2 separate regions of the Ovis canadensis genome follow, and region 1 is linked to region 2. A link is a contact called in public Hi-C data. All regions are on one chromosome and are shown on one strand. Each heading gives the region's core, a stretch centred on a gene start, on an enhancer-like site or on the middle of the called end of the contact. The rest is flanking DNA. Distances are from core to core; before and after follow the strand shown. Region 1 holds the start of MAN2C1 (mannosidase alpha class 2C member 1). Region 2 overlaps IMP3 (IMP U3 small nucleolar ribonucleoprotein 3).

Region 1 (6,307 bases), core at 1,735-4,234, 200 kb after region 2:
GCCAGGCCCTAAGACTACAGCCCTGAGATAGAGCATGTAAGGCAGTGTGATGATGTGCATTTCCAAGGAAAGAAACGAGGTGATCGAGGGTGACTGGCACACACAGCCCTGCTTTTGTTGGGAAGACCTAAGGAGGTGACCCCTGAGGCCTGTACAATGGTGAGGATCCAGCCTGGTGCAGAGTTGGGTTGGTACTTTTTAGGCAAAGGAAACAAGCAGGTGCAAGGCTGGGAGGGAGGAAAGGACTTCACGTGTTCAAAAAGCTAACATCAGTTGCGGGGGACTTGCTTGGGACCTAGTAATTGAGGCTCCACTCTTCCAGTGCAGGGGGTGCAAGTTCAGTCTCTGGTCAGGGAACTGGAGTCCCAAATGCCACATGGCAGGGCCTTTAAACAATAAGTAAAACATCATTGTGTTTTGAGCCATAGGGGAAGTGGGATGCATGAAGTTGGAAAGGTAGGCGGAGGCCACATTATTTATTTTTACAGGTTATGGTTTGGGTTTTGAGATACATTGAGACTTTGTTGATAAAGATATAGACTGATGGGAGTGAGCGAACGCACCAAGTTGGATGGGCAGAGACCACTCAAAAGACTGCTCTCATCCGTATGAGAGATGACTGCCCAGACTACCAGGATTATAGAGGAATTTTAATTAGATTGGAGGGACTTCCCTGATGGTCCAGTGGTTAAGACGCTGGAGCTTCCAATGCAAGAGGCATGGGTTTGATCCCTGGTCAGGGATCCAATATGCCATGCTGTATGCCAAAAAAGGATTGGAGATACAATCGTCAGGATGTGCTAATGATTGGATGTGGAGAGGTTTAAGAGAATGGAGAGCATTAAGGATGCTACCTGGTGGTTTTTGTTTTTTGATTTTATTTCTTTGCTTATTTTGCTTGAGTAACTGGGAAGCTTAGGGGTATGTCTGTTAACAGGAAAGGGTTATTACCAGGTTTGGGAGGCAGATCAAAGGACTACAGAACATTCAAGTGGGAAGCACAGATTGGGCAATTTAATGTACTTCTCTCTCGGTGCTGTGTGTTATATGTCTGCATGTCTGATTCAAATGATGTAGGGAGCTGGGAAACACCTCATTCATCTTTGTATCACCTTCCCTTCTTGCTCATGGGCACCAACAAGTATGTTGGAGGTAGGAACAAAAACCTCCACTGAAGATCTGCTGTGCCCAACAATCTGATGGACAGAATGGGATAATAGCAGGAAGGGATGGTGGGTTTTAAACCCTTTGCCTTGCGCTGTGACAGAAGTGACCAACAGCCTCATTGTCTCCCTCAGGGTACATTAGAATCGTCTGGGTTGCTGGTTTAAAAATACAGATTGATGGAAACAAGGAACTCTGTACACATTTTTCCCAAGACCTCCTCCTTCCCCAACATGCCACCACGTGGTGATGCTGCAGACCAAAATCGAGAAGCACTGAGCTAGTTCTGACCAGACCTTGGGTTGGCATTTCTCTCGGGGCTTTATGATCTGCAACTTGAGCCCACATCTTTCCTCAGCTACTTTAGAACAAAATTGGATTTCGAAGGGTTTTTCAGTCCTAGTTCATGGATGGTTTCTTCTTTGTTCTATTTTGCAGTCCCATGAGCGTGTAAGCAAGCGGCTACATCAGAGGTTCCAGGCCTGGGTAGATAAATGGACCAAGGAGCATGTGCCCCGTGAAATGGCAGCGGAGACCAGCAAGTGGCTTATGGGTGAGGGGCTGGAGGGCCTGGTGCCCTGCACCACCACCTGCGACACAGAGACCCTGCACTTTGTGAGCATTAACAAGTACCGTGTCAAATACGGCACAGTGTTCAAAACCCCGTAACTGCAAAGCCAGAGCAGATAACTGGAGGGGGGGTGGTGTGTGTGGGGGGCGCGTGTACTCGCACACACTGAAGAAACAAGGAAGATGCCTTTCAAGCCTCACTGGGCCTCTCTGGGACATGGCCACCTGATCTGTGCGTGGCTGGTGCAACCTGGCACCAAGTGGGCTACATATAAGGAACGTGTGACCCCTTACAAAGCCGGAGTTGGAACTTTTCCCAGGGGTTTTGGGTATTAGCCTGCCCTGGAGGGGAGGAAACCCACGCAAGCACAGGGACACGCAGCTTGCACACACCAGCAGAGTGGAGACTGGAGCCTCCTGGGGCGACTTTCAGTGAGGGAACCGGATGCTGTTCACACCTAGACGAGCTGGGCGAGCATCGACGACAGACTTGAGGAGGAGCCAGCGCTTAGATGGATTGTAGCTCTGATGGTCACTGCTCCTTTCCTCTTCCCCTCAAAAAGGAAAAAAAAAACTGGATTGGATTTTTCTTCCTGGTCACTTGAGCACATCTAGATCACCCATTAGGTTTTCTCTGGGACCTGCAGTTTGGCTTTGGGATTGATCATCTTGTGGATTTGATTCCTGATGAATACCTTGCTGCCCACCCTTTCTTCTCTCCTCTGGTTCTCAGCCTCAACAAGTTCAAATCAGTCGTCCTTTTTAGCTCCCGTGGAACTGTTTTGTACCTGCTTCTTTACTAGTCTACCCTAGTGCCATCCACCAGCTTTACTCACACACACACACACACACACACACACACACACAAACACAATTTTAACTTGGTTTTTCTTTTTTTTTTGTAAATAATGTACATACTGTCAATTTTTTATTAAAAGAAATATGCTTTGATGTGCTAGCATAACTGCTCTAGCTTCTTGTGTACCATAGTTCTATGTGGCTTCAGATTTAGTACCTATGAACAGATGTACAAGACATTTATTACACTTTTTACCAAAGGGAGTTACCGTTGTAGTACTTTTGTGTAAAACTTGTCTTCCTTCTTGCCCCAACTTTTTTTTTTTTTTTTTTGTAAATAAATAAAGCTTGGTTCTTACTTAAGGAATGAACTCTCAACACAAGTCCCTTGTCCTCACCAGAGAATACTGTTGAAGCAGGGATTTGGGCTTTGGTTCCTTATCTACATACAGTACAAAAACAAGATTTTGCTCTAGTTAGCAGTCAGTTGTACTTGTCCCAAATCAAAATATCTCAGATTTAAAAAATAGAATTATTCATTCTTTTGGTACATATTCTACCCCCTTATTTCAGCTGTTTGGAAATATTTTACATATGGGTATATTGTGCAGCTGTATAGTTTGTGCTTCTCTATTTTTTCTTACCTTTATTGGAAATGGGAGTGAACAGCTTAAATACCAAACCAGTGTTTGAAAGAAGTGTGTGCACAGTGTGTGGTATAAATGGGGTGAGGAGGGAGAAGGCTTGATACATTAGCAACTGCAAATGGAATATATACGTATATATATATTTTTAATTACATAGATTTAAAGCAGCAGATATTTAAACATGAGTGATTAGGATTTTTGTATGTGGGCAGCCTGGCTTTTCTGAACAAACACCAACTGAGCCCCTCCCAGGACTTTGGTGAATTTTTCTCCAGCAACCATTACTGTAGTCAAAGTAAACAACAGTGTTCCTGTGTGGTTTTGTTTGCTTTTTAATTAAAAATCCCTAATATCACCACCACAAAACCACATTTTTTTTTTTTGCTCTGGACTTTCCTTATGAATGGTAAGCTTATCTGATTTTTAGACTTTTTTGTTGGGGGCAGTGGAGGAATGGGCAACTATAGGAGACTCAGCTCACATGTGTGAGGTGGCAGGAAAGGCTTGTGGGAGATTCTGGTGAAGCTGCAGCACTGCCTCACTTGGAAGGTGGAGTGATACTGATGGGTTGGGTAGGATCTTCAGGTTTTCTGCCGGTAACTCAACCCACCCCCATCTGCTTGCTTAAGAAAGATCATGTTGACTTGGAGTTAATAGGGGGAACTGATTGAACCTGACCCAGGCAGCCCCAGCTATTGCTGTGTCTGCAGAGGGTTATGTCCAGAGCAGCTGCCTGCAGGTCAGGATAGGGTTTCAGGACCAATCCTACTAGTGCAACCAAAACGGAGCTTCACCTACAGCCAGGATTTACAAACAGCAGTTTTATGTCTCCTGCCTTCTGACATCTGAGCTCCAAGCTCAGCTCAGCCTGTCTTACAGCAGCAAGTTATATTTTAAGTCATGTTTGGTATTCTGTACTTAAGTCACCTTTCCCTATGATCTGCATTTGAAGTGTTGTAAACTTGGTCAGTATTTCTATTAAAATATCAGGGGTCGGTCATGTTGTGTATATACTTTTCTTCCTAATGATTTTATAGAGGAAGATTTCATCCCATTCCCAGGAGGGAGGTGGGGGAAAGCCGCCAATAAACCACCAGAGTAACATGAGGGTGAAATTGGAGGTATTATGAAAATTCTGGTATTATGGCTTCTCTGAACTCATCAGTCCCTGTAGAGAAATGCATTATTCTGTTAGGCTCATGAATTCTATGTCTGATCTGCCATCTCAAAGTCTTAAGTTTCTGGCGATGGGCAGCAATTAGCCATATACATAAAATAGAACACGTAGTAGAGGAACCTGAGGTTACTGGGGTATAAAGCACTCTCTATTTAACACACGTCCGCCGAATGGCTTGAAAGCACCGGTCCCTGGCGCCACCTTATGCAGACACAAGGACCATAGGCAAGGAGGTTCCGCTTGTAGCTTCTGAGATTAGGTGACCTGCATCTGCAGCAACCGAAGCTCCCACCAGTCGTGCCTTCGGTCTGTCTCTGTACTAGGCTTTTCTCAGAATCAAAGCGTCAGACTTCCTATTTTACTTAAGGATTTGCCCAGTGGCGACCAGCTCGGACCGAGATAAGACTAAAGCCTCAGAAGCGCAGCTTTTAGCTTTTAGCTTTCAGCTCGCTGCTCAAACTTCGGAGCAGCGGGGCTTCACTGAGCCGCTGGTGTTCCATGGAAAGCTGCCCGGGCCTGGAAGGCGCCTTTGAGGCGCCGGAACCTTTGGTTCCAGGCCGTGGACCGCGCCGGCAGCGCCTGGGGCCTTCCGGGGAGAGGAGAGAGGAGCGAACGCGCGGCGATGGCGGCGGCGCCGGCCCTGAAGCACTGGCGCACTACGCTGGAGCGAGTGGAGAAATTCGTGTCGCCGCTCTACTTTACCGATTGTAATCTCCGCGGCAGGTGTGGCCCCCTCGCCCAGGGCACCCGCCAGCCGCATCCACGAGTCTCTAGCCTCCCCTTCTGGGGGAAACCCAAGCTTCGGCCACATGGGCCGAGGGACAAAGTATCCGCCTCAGATAGTGCTGGGGCCCAGGAGGAGGGAGTGGGGAGAGACTGTGTCGTGGGGCAGCCCTCCCGGCGGTGGATGGAGGGAACGCGCATCCCCACCCGCCGGCTGGCCCACGAGCGCGCGCCCACCTGCCCCTCCCGCCCAGGCTCTTTGGAGACAGCTGCCCAGTGGCCGAGCTCTCCAGCTTCTTGACGCCCGAAAGACTTCCCTACCAGGAGGCAGTCCAGCAGGACTTCCGCCCCGCGCAGGTCGGCGACAGCTTCGGACCCACGTGGGTAACGCTCCAGAGAGAGGGCGGAGTTCCTGGGCCCCACCTCCCAGCTTGCTTGCCTCCCCTAAAAGTCTCCATTGTCGGCTCTCTGCCCTAGACAGTCACTTGGGGCAGAGCAGCACCCTCTGCTGGTTCCTCAAGCCTTCATGGAAGAATTTTCTCTTCCCCACTTCTCCCCACGGGCTTCCCTCCTGGTGGCTCAGTTGGTAAAGAATCCGTCCGCAGTGCGAGAGACTTGGGTTCAATCCCTGGGTTGGGAAGATCCCCTAGAGAAGGGAACGGCAACCCACTCCAGTATTCTTGCCTGGAGAATTCCACGGACAGAGGAGCCTGGCGGGCTACAGTCTATGGGGTCACAAAGAGTCGGACACGACTGAGCAACTTCCACTTCACTTCTCCCAGTTCGGTGACATCTCTTAGGAAGGGCCCTCTAGGACAGATCACAGACCCCTGATTCTCTGCCTCCTTCCCTCACCTTGCTGCACACCCCATTGCTTCTTTCTTGTAGATCAAAGCTGAATACCTTGTGGTACTGCAGATTCTGGCAGAAAGTCTCAAGCCCTTGATGACCTTAATCATAGGAAGTATGTTGAAAGGACAAGGCTTTGACCCCTAGGCTCATCTTAGTGGTTCTATTGCAGATGGTGGACCTGTTGGTTCCGTGTAGAGCTGACCATCCCAGAGGCATGGGTAGGTCAGGAAGTTCATCTTCGCTGGGAAAGTGATGGAGAAGGCCTGGTGTGGCGTGATGGGGAACCTGTCCAGGTGAGGAGCCCTGCCCTGGGTCGGGTATGGCCACATTTCAGCCCTGGTCTCTGGTGAAGCCACAGCTGAGTGGCTATGCCTGC
Region 2 (6,759 bases), core at 1,626-4,125:
GGAGCCTCTGTTATCTGAGCCCCCTTTCCTCACTTACTAGCCCACTCTGCTCCAGCCAACATGGCTTTGTTATTCCTCTTCTGAGATGCCGGGCACATTTCGATCTTATCTTAAGGCATTTGTACTCACTGCTTCCTCTTCTTGAAATGCTCTTTCTCTAGATATCCACATGGCTAACCCACCATGAAATATTACCTTCTCAGTAAGACCTACCTTCACATGCCCTGTTTAAAATTACAGCCCATCCTCACCCCAAGCTCTCCTATACCCTGCTCAATTTTGTTATATGACACTTATCACCTGCCAACAAATATAATTTACTTATTTATTATGTTTATTGTCTGGGGAGAAGGGAATTAACCAAGAGTCCTCCCGCACACACTGAACAAAGGCTGAAGATGGAAGGGAGTGAGGCTGGGGGAATATGAAGTGTGGGGATGAAGTGCAAACTGGGAAAAGATATTTGCACACCATAGATAACTAGCTAAGGATTACTATCTAGAATATACAAAGAACACCTTCAAATAAAGTAGAAAACAAACGAACAATCTGTATGTTTCCTATTGCAGCTGCAACAAATTACCACAAACTTAGTGGTTTAAAACAACACAGATTTATTCTTTCACTGTGTTCGAGACCAGAAAACCAAACTGGATCTCACTGGGCTCAAATCAAGGTGTCAGCAAGGGCCATGTTCCTCCTGAAGGCTCTAGGTAAAAAATCCATTTCTTTGCCTTTTCCAGCTTCTAGAGGTTGCCCACATTCCTCTGCTCCTGGCTCCCAATCATCCTCAAAGTCAGAAATCACACCTCAGACTTCTGCATGCATCATCATATCTCCCTGACTCTTCTGCCTCCCTCTTTCACTTCTAAGGACACTTGTGATTAATGAGACTGGCTCAGTTAATCCAGGACAATGTCATTGTCTCAAGATCCTTAATTAAATCACATCTGCAAAATCCCTTTTCTCCTATAAGGTGACATTCACAGGCTCTGGGTGGACATCTTGGGAGAGGGGTCACTATTCTACCTACCCCACAAACCAATAGAAAAATACACAAAGGGGCATTCCACAGAGGAAGAAACATATATGAAACCTTTATTCATCAGGAAATGTAAATTAAAATCACAGTAAAATACCATCACACACTCATCAGATTCACAAATATTTAAAAAGTCTACCAACCAAGCACTGTCAAGAATGAGGAGCAAAGGGAACTCTCATGTAGTGACAAAGGAAAATAAATTGGTACAGCCCCTTTGGAAACCAATTTGACAACAGCTAGTAAAGCTGAGCATGCGCTTTACATGTTCACGCATCCGCTGCTGCTGCTGCTGCTGCTGCTGCTGCTGCTGCTGCTGCTAAGTCGTTTCAGTTGTGTCCGACTCTTAGCAACCCCATGGATTGTGGCCCACCAGGCTCCTCCGCCCATGGGATTTTCCAGGCAAGAGTGCTGGAGAAGGGTGCCATCACCTCCTCCGCACGCATCCTTTACAACTCAGTAATTCAAGATGTATACTAGAAGCTACTGCATAGGTGCAACAGGAAAACTACAGGAATGTAGCACTGCTAAAAAATAGTCACTCCAAAAAAAAAAAATCCAACAGGAGATGGATTAATAAATTGAACAGAACCAAACAATGGTTTTTCTAGTAGTCATATATGGATGTGAGAGTTGGACCATAAAGAAGGCTGAGCGCTGAAGAATTGATGCTTTCAAACTGTGACGCTAGAGAAGACTCTTGAGAGTCCCTTGGAGTGCAAGGAGATCAAACCAGTCAATTCTAAAGGAAATCAACCCTGAATATTAATTGGAAGGACTGATGCTGGAGCTCCAATACTTTGGCCACCTTATTCGAAGAGCCAACTCATTGGGAAAGACGCTGATGCTAGGAAGGCAGGAGGAGAAGAGAACAATAGAGTAGGAGATGATTGGATGGCATCATCAACTCAATGGACATGAGTTTAGGCAAACTCAAGGAGATAGTGAAGGACAGGGAAGCCTGCCATCTGTGGCGCTGCAAAGAGTCGGACACAACTGAGCAAGTGAATAACAACAAAACAATGGAATATAATGCAGCAGTTTTTTAAAAGCAACTGTAGCTATATATAAAAAAAAATTCCATATGTGATATCATCTAAGCAACACTTCTCAAATATGCACGCAAATTAGCTGGGGATCTGGTTAAATGAAGATTCTGATCCTGTAAGTCCGGAATGGGGTCTGAAATTCTGCATTTTCAACAGCTCTCTGCTGTTCCATGGGCTATGCTTCAAGTAAGAAAATTCTCAGTATACTTAGGGATGCATAAAATGATAAAACTGTTTTCTTTTTAAACAAAAGGCAAAGATAAACACTAAATTCAGGAGAGCAGATATTTTTACCTCTGACTGGGAGAGTGGTTGAATAGGTCCTGGTGATGCTTTCTTAAACTGGCTGTTGGGTCCACAAATATTCCTGTATCTCACATATGTTACATATAGTATCGCCCATATTAAATATTGTATCTTTAAAAAACAATGAAAAGCGTACAAAAATAAAATTACAGGCAAAGAAGCTAGGTGGCGTCAAAGTCTTGGGTAAATAAAGAAGTTAGTCCTGTTAGCGCTACACTAAACTGAAACAGATACAATTTGCAGAAAAAGTGTTGTCCGTTCACGAAATACTCCAGAAATCCAACCTGTCAGGCTAATTCTTTTCAGCCCAGATTAAAGAGGCAGGATTTGTACTATCCAAGTTTTTCAAATTTACTGGATTTTATGAATCACCTGACATTCTTGTTAACAACACAGATTTTCAAGTGACTCCTGGGTAGATCCTGATTCTGGGCGTGCAGAGGTAGCCTGGGAAGCAGTACTGATAGGTTCAGTGGCTTCAAGCCCTAATTGGTAGGGTGAAAAAGCTCCGCCCGCCTCGTTAATAGACTTGCGGTTAGTAGGCCGTGGGGATATCCGATCAGCCCCAGTCGGCTCTGAGAAGCCCCAACACGGTGGGAGGACAGCCCCTCCCCACCCCAACCCCCGCCAAGGTCAGTTAGCACAGTATATCCATATTAGCGCGGCGGTCACCCCTCTTTCCCGGAACTATCCTCTTTAGCTCTTCTGGAAGAGGCTCTCCAGAGAGGCCCTGAATGACAGAAACCTAAACGAGAGGAAATAATTACGGCACTAGGTAACTTAAAACAGCGCAGAGTCGCCTAGGAACCCTCCCCTCCCATCCCAGGCCTCTCCAGGCGTTTCTTCCCTCCGCCTCCCTCAGAGAACGCGGAGAAGAAACGCGAGATACGAACACGGGGCGTGGCCTCACCCTGACCAATGGAAATGGGAGGCCTGGCCCTGAGTCTTCCTTTCATTGGCGCAGGGTCCCAAAGACGGCCGGGTCTAGCAGTACTGAAGCGGAAGTCGCGCTGCAGCCGGAATGCGCGCTGAACCTCCGGTCCGGCAACGTTTGAGCCGCCATCATGGTGCGGAAGCTTAAGTTTCACGAGCAGAAGCTGCTCAAGCAGGTGGACTTCCTGAACTGGGAGGTCACAGATCACAACCTGCATGAGCTACGCGTGTTGCGGCGTTATCGGCTGCAGCGGCGCGAGGACTATACGCGCTACAACCAGCTGAGCCGTGCTGTGCGCGAGTTGGCCCGGCGTCTGCGCGATCTGCCGGAGTGCGACCCGTTTCGCGTGCGCTCCTCGGCCGCGCTGCTGGATAAGCTGTATGCTCTCGGCCTAGTGCCCACGCGGGGATCGCTGGAGCTCTGCGATTTCGTCACGGCCTCGTCCTTTTGCCGCCGCCGCCTGCCCACTGTGCTGCTTAAGCTGCGCATGGCGCAGCACCTCCAGGCCGCCGTGGCATTCGTGGAGCAGGGCCACGTGCGCGTGGGCCCCGACGTGGTCACCGACCCCGCCTTCCTTGTCACGCGAAGCATGGAGGACTTTGTCACCTGGGTTGACTCGTCCAAGATCAAGCGGCACGTGCTGGAGTACAATGAGGAGCGTGACGACTTCGATTTGGACGCCTAGCGGACTCCCCTCGCCAGGACTGCATGGGGAAGCTGAGACACAAGCCTAAGAGTCTGTGAAGGCGCATCTCCCCAAGAGTGTATCAGCCAGTCGTCGGTTCTTAAGAACTTGCCTCCTCAGCTACAGGACACGCATGGAGCCAAAGGGTACGCCCTTTTCCACGAAATTTTCTTAGCTTTCGGACAATTGGTAATTCAGTGACTGCCATAAGAAACAATGGGAAGCGGTTTTGTACTGCACTGGGGACTTGTTTTGTTCTTGTACCTGAAATATTGCGGTGTGAATGCAGGGACTTGGGATTGGGGAGGACCTATCCCCGCCCCCAGCTTTCGTTTCATTTTCTTGTAACAGGACAGTGTGGTTTAATTTATTTAACTCGAATCCTTGCTCTTGTTCGTGATTAAACTGTGTACAGATGTCATAGAGGTTGGTCTCAAGTTTTCATAAAATAGATGAGATTTTAGTGTTCAGAGTTCTTTCTCTTGTTTAAAGAAATGCTCTCCTGATGCCAATAAATGGCCTAACTGCTTTTTAAGTGCAAATTTTTGTCTGGGTTTGTCACATAGGGTCGCATGTATAGGTCTCTCTGAATTCAGGAACCCACAGAAGAATAGTGACGGCAGCGAGCTGCCTGTGGGTGAGACCTGCCCTGGGTTCCACGTGTGGAGGTTGCAGGATGTTGTACAGGGCTGACCAGATTTGTCAGTTTACTGATCCCTTCCTCAGAATGAGTGTTTTGGCAGAACTCTTCCCCACAGGACTTCCTGTTGCTATTCCAGCCTCAGGAAATACCATATTAGAGGGCTGAAGTGTTTGCTTGCCTAAGGAAATAATCACCCTGTAGCTTATCTAGCGGTTAGAAGTAGCCCAGGAGGGTCTTGGAAAGTTCTTAGGAGTGGAGCCCTCGGGAGGCTCCAGGGCTGCCTGCCCAGAGCAGCAGCTGCACAGCTATTACCCATCACTGCCCACCATCACTACCTGCCCAGCCTTTAATTTAGAGAAAGGTTAGTTGCCCAGTTAGAGTGGGTTTTATTGAGGGACACAAAGGATGGATTGGGAGTCAGGGAGCCTAGCCTGATGACAATGGAAGAACATGAAGGGAGAGGATCTGTTCTAATGCAGCCAGCTCACTGGAAGGAAGACTACCGAATTTACTCATTACCACTACAAGGGAAATAACAGAATGCCAAGACCAGTGGGTTGCTTTTACCTGTACCATCTCCATCTCACCAGGTGTAAGGCAACATTTGGTGAAGAAACAAGAGGAGGTGACACTGGAGATGACAATAATAGCAAATGCTTCTACTGTATGTCAGACACTTCGTGCATTACATATCTTAATCCATTTAATCCAACAATTCAATGATGTGGGGAGCCCAGTTCTTTACTTTTCAAATAAGGGAACTGAGGCAGAGATGGGTCAAACTACCTCAGATTGCATAGCCAATAGGTGGTGGAGCTAGAATGCTTCCTTTAAGAGTCAGAATTGCCATATGACCCAGCAATCCCACTGCTGGGCATACACACTGAGGAAACCAGAACTGAAAGAGACACATGTACCCCAATGTTCATCGCAGCACTGTTTATAATAGCCAGGACATGGAAGCAACCTAGATGCTCATCAGCAGATGAATGGATAAGAAAGCTGTGGTACATATACACGATGGAATATTACCCAGTCATTAAAAAGAATACATTTGAATCAGTTCTAATGAGGTGGATGAAACTGGAGCCTATTACACAAAGTGAAGTAAGCCAGAAAGAAAAACACCAATACAGTATACTAACACATATATATGGAATTTAGAAAGATGGTAACGATAACCCTGTATTCGAGACAGCAAAAGAGACACAGATGTATAAACAATCTTTTGGACTCTGTGGGAGAGGGAGAGGGTGGGATCATTTGGGAGAATGGCATTGAAACGTATATTATTATATGTGTAATGAATCACTAGTCCAGGTTCGATGTATGATACAGGGTGCTCGGGGCTGGTGCACTGGGATGACCCAGAGGGATGGGATGGGGAGGGAGGTGGGAGGGGGGTTCAGGATGGGGAACACATGTACACCCACGGCAGATTCATGTCAATATATGGTAAAACCAATACAATATTGTAAAGTAATTAGCCTCCAAATAATAATTTTAAAAAGAGTTATGCAAGGACTTCCCTGGAGAGCCAGTGGTTAAGACTCTGTGCTTCCTATGCAGGGGATGCCGGTTCAATCCCTGGTCAGGAACAAAGATGTCCCACGGCACAGGGCATGTCCAAACAAAAAAAAAAGTGCAAACATTGTCACAGCCAGCCCTTGGGAAACATCAGGGTTTAGAGAGAGTTCCTGAACCTCAGTTTCCAAGCCAGCAGAGAAGAGCAGCTCTAGACAACATGGTTGGTCCCCAACAGGGTATAAAGGTTTGAATTGAACAAGGAACAGGCATTGAGTTGCCAAGGTTCGACTAACATTCATTGAGGTCCTCTCTATGCTAGGCTACCATTTCTTTTCCTAACAGCCCTTACAGGTAGGTGGTGGTATTTAGACATTTTCAGTTTGGCAAACAAATTTGGGAGGAGAACTTGTCCAAAGCTGGGGCTCGGGTCTAGGCTCATGCACCTCTAAAGGCCGTTTTCTTTTCAGTGCCATTCCTTTAAGAAAGGAAGAAGAAAGAATCCCACTCCTTAGCTCTGGTGGCTGAGCAGAATCTCTTGCCCATTTGAGGAGTGTCCTCAGGGCTCTTAGAATT

Evidence for each region. A called contact is a pair of places that touch in the nucleus more often than the background predicts.
Region 1: a Hi-C map of lung shows a contact between it and region 2, with 6 times the contacts expected there. The contact joins the promoter of MAN2C1 here to the enhancer-like site in region 2. A contact is called at or near these places in 2 of 2 Hi-C or Micro-C datasets (fibroblasts and lung).

Annotation. Positions count from the first base shown.
Region 1 is chr18:46,933,814-46,940,120 of ARS-UI_OviCan_v2, forward strand. MAN2C1 (mannosidase alpha class 2C member 1) reads left to right here and starts at 2,985. Exons shown (of 26, transcript XR_011250300.1): 1 at 2,985-5,079; 2 at 5,334-5,459; 3 at 6,101-6,224. SIN3A (SIN3 transcription regulator family member A) reads left to right here. Exons shown (of 21, transcript XM_069559489.1): 21 at 1,603-2,899. The coding sequence ends at 1,833.
Region 2 is chr18:46,736,501-46,743,259 of ARS-UI_OviCan_v2, forward strand. IMP3 (IMP U3 small nucleolar ribonucleoprotein 3) reads left to right here. Exons shown (of 2, transcript XM_069559626.1): 2 at 3,362-4,558. The coding sequence starts at 3,462. The coding sequence ends at 4,016. All of the region lies in intron 1 of SNUPN (snurportin 1), which reads left to right. Among named protein-coding and RNA genes, the nearest start is that of SNX33, 10 kb to the left of the region's middle. Within about 2 kb of position 2,876, the one cell type or tissue checked has open chromatin away from gene starts, as enhancers often do. A contact at or near this core is called in fibroblasts, where this site is marked.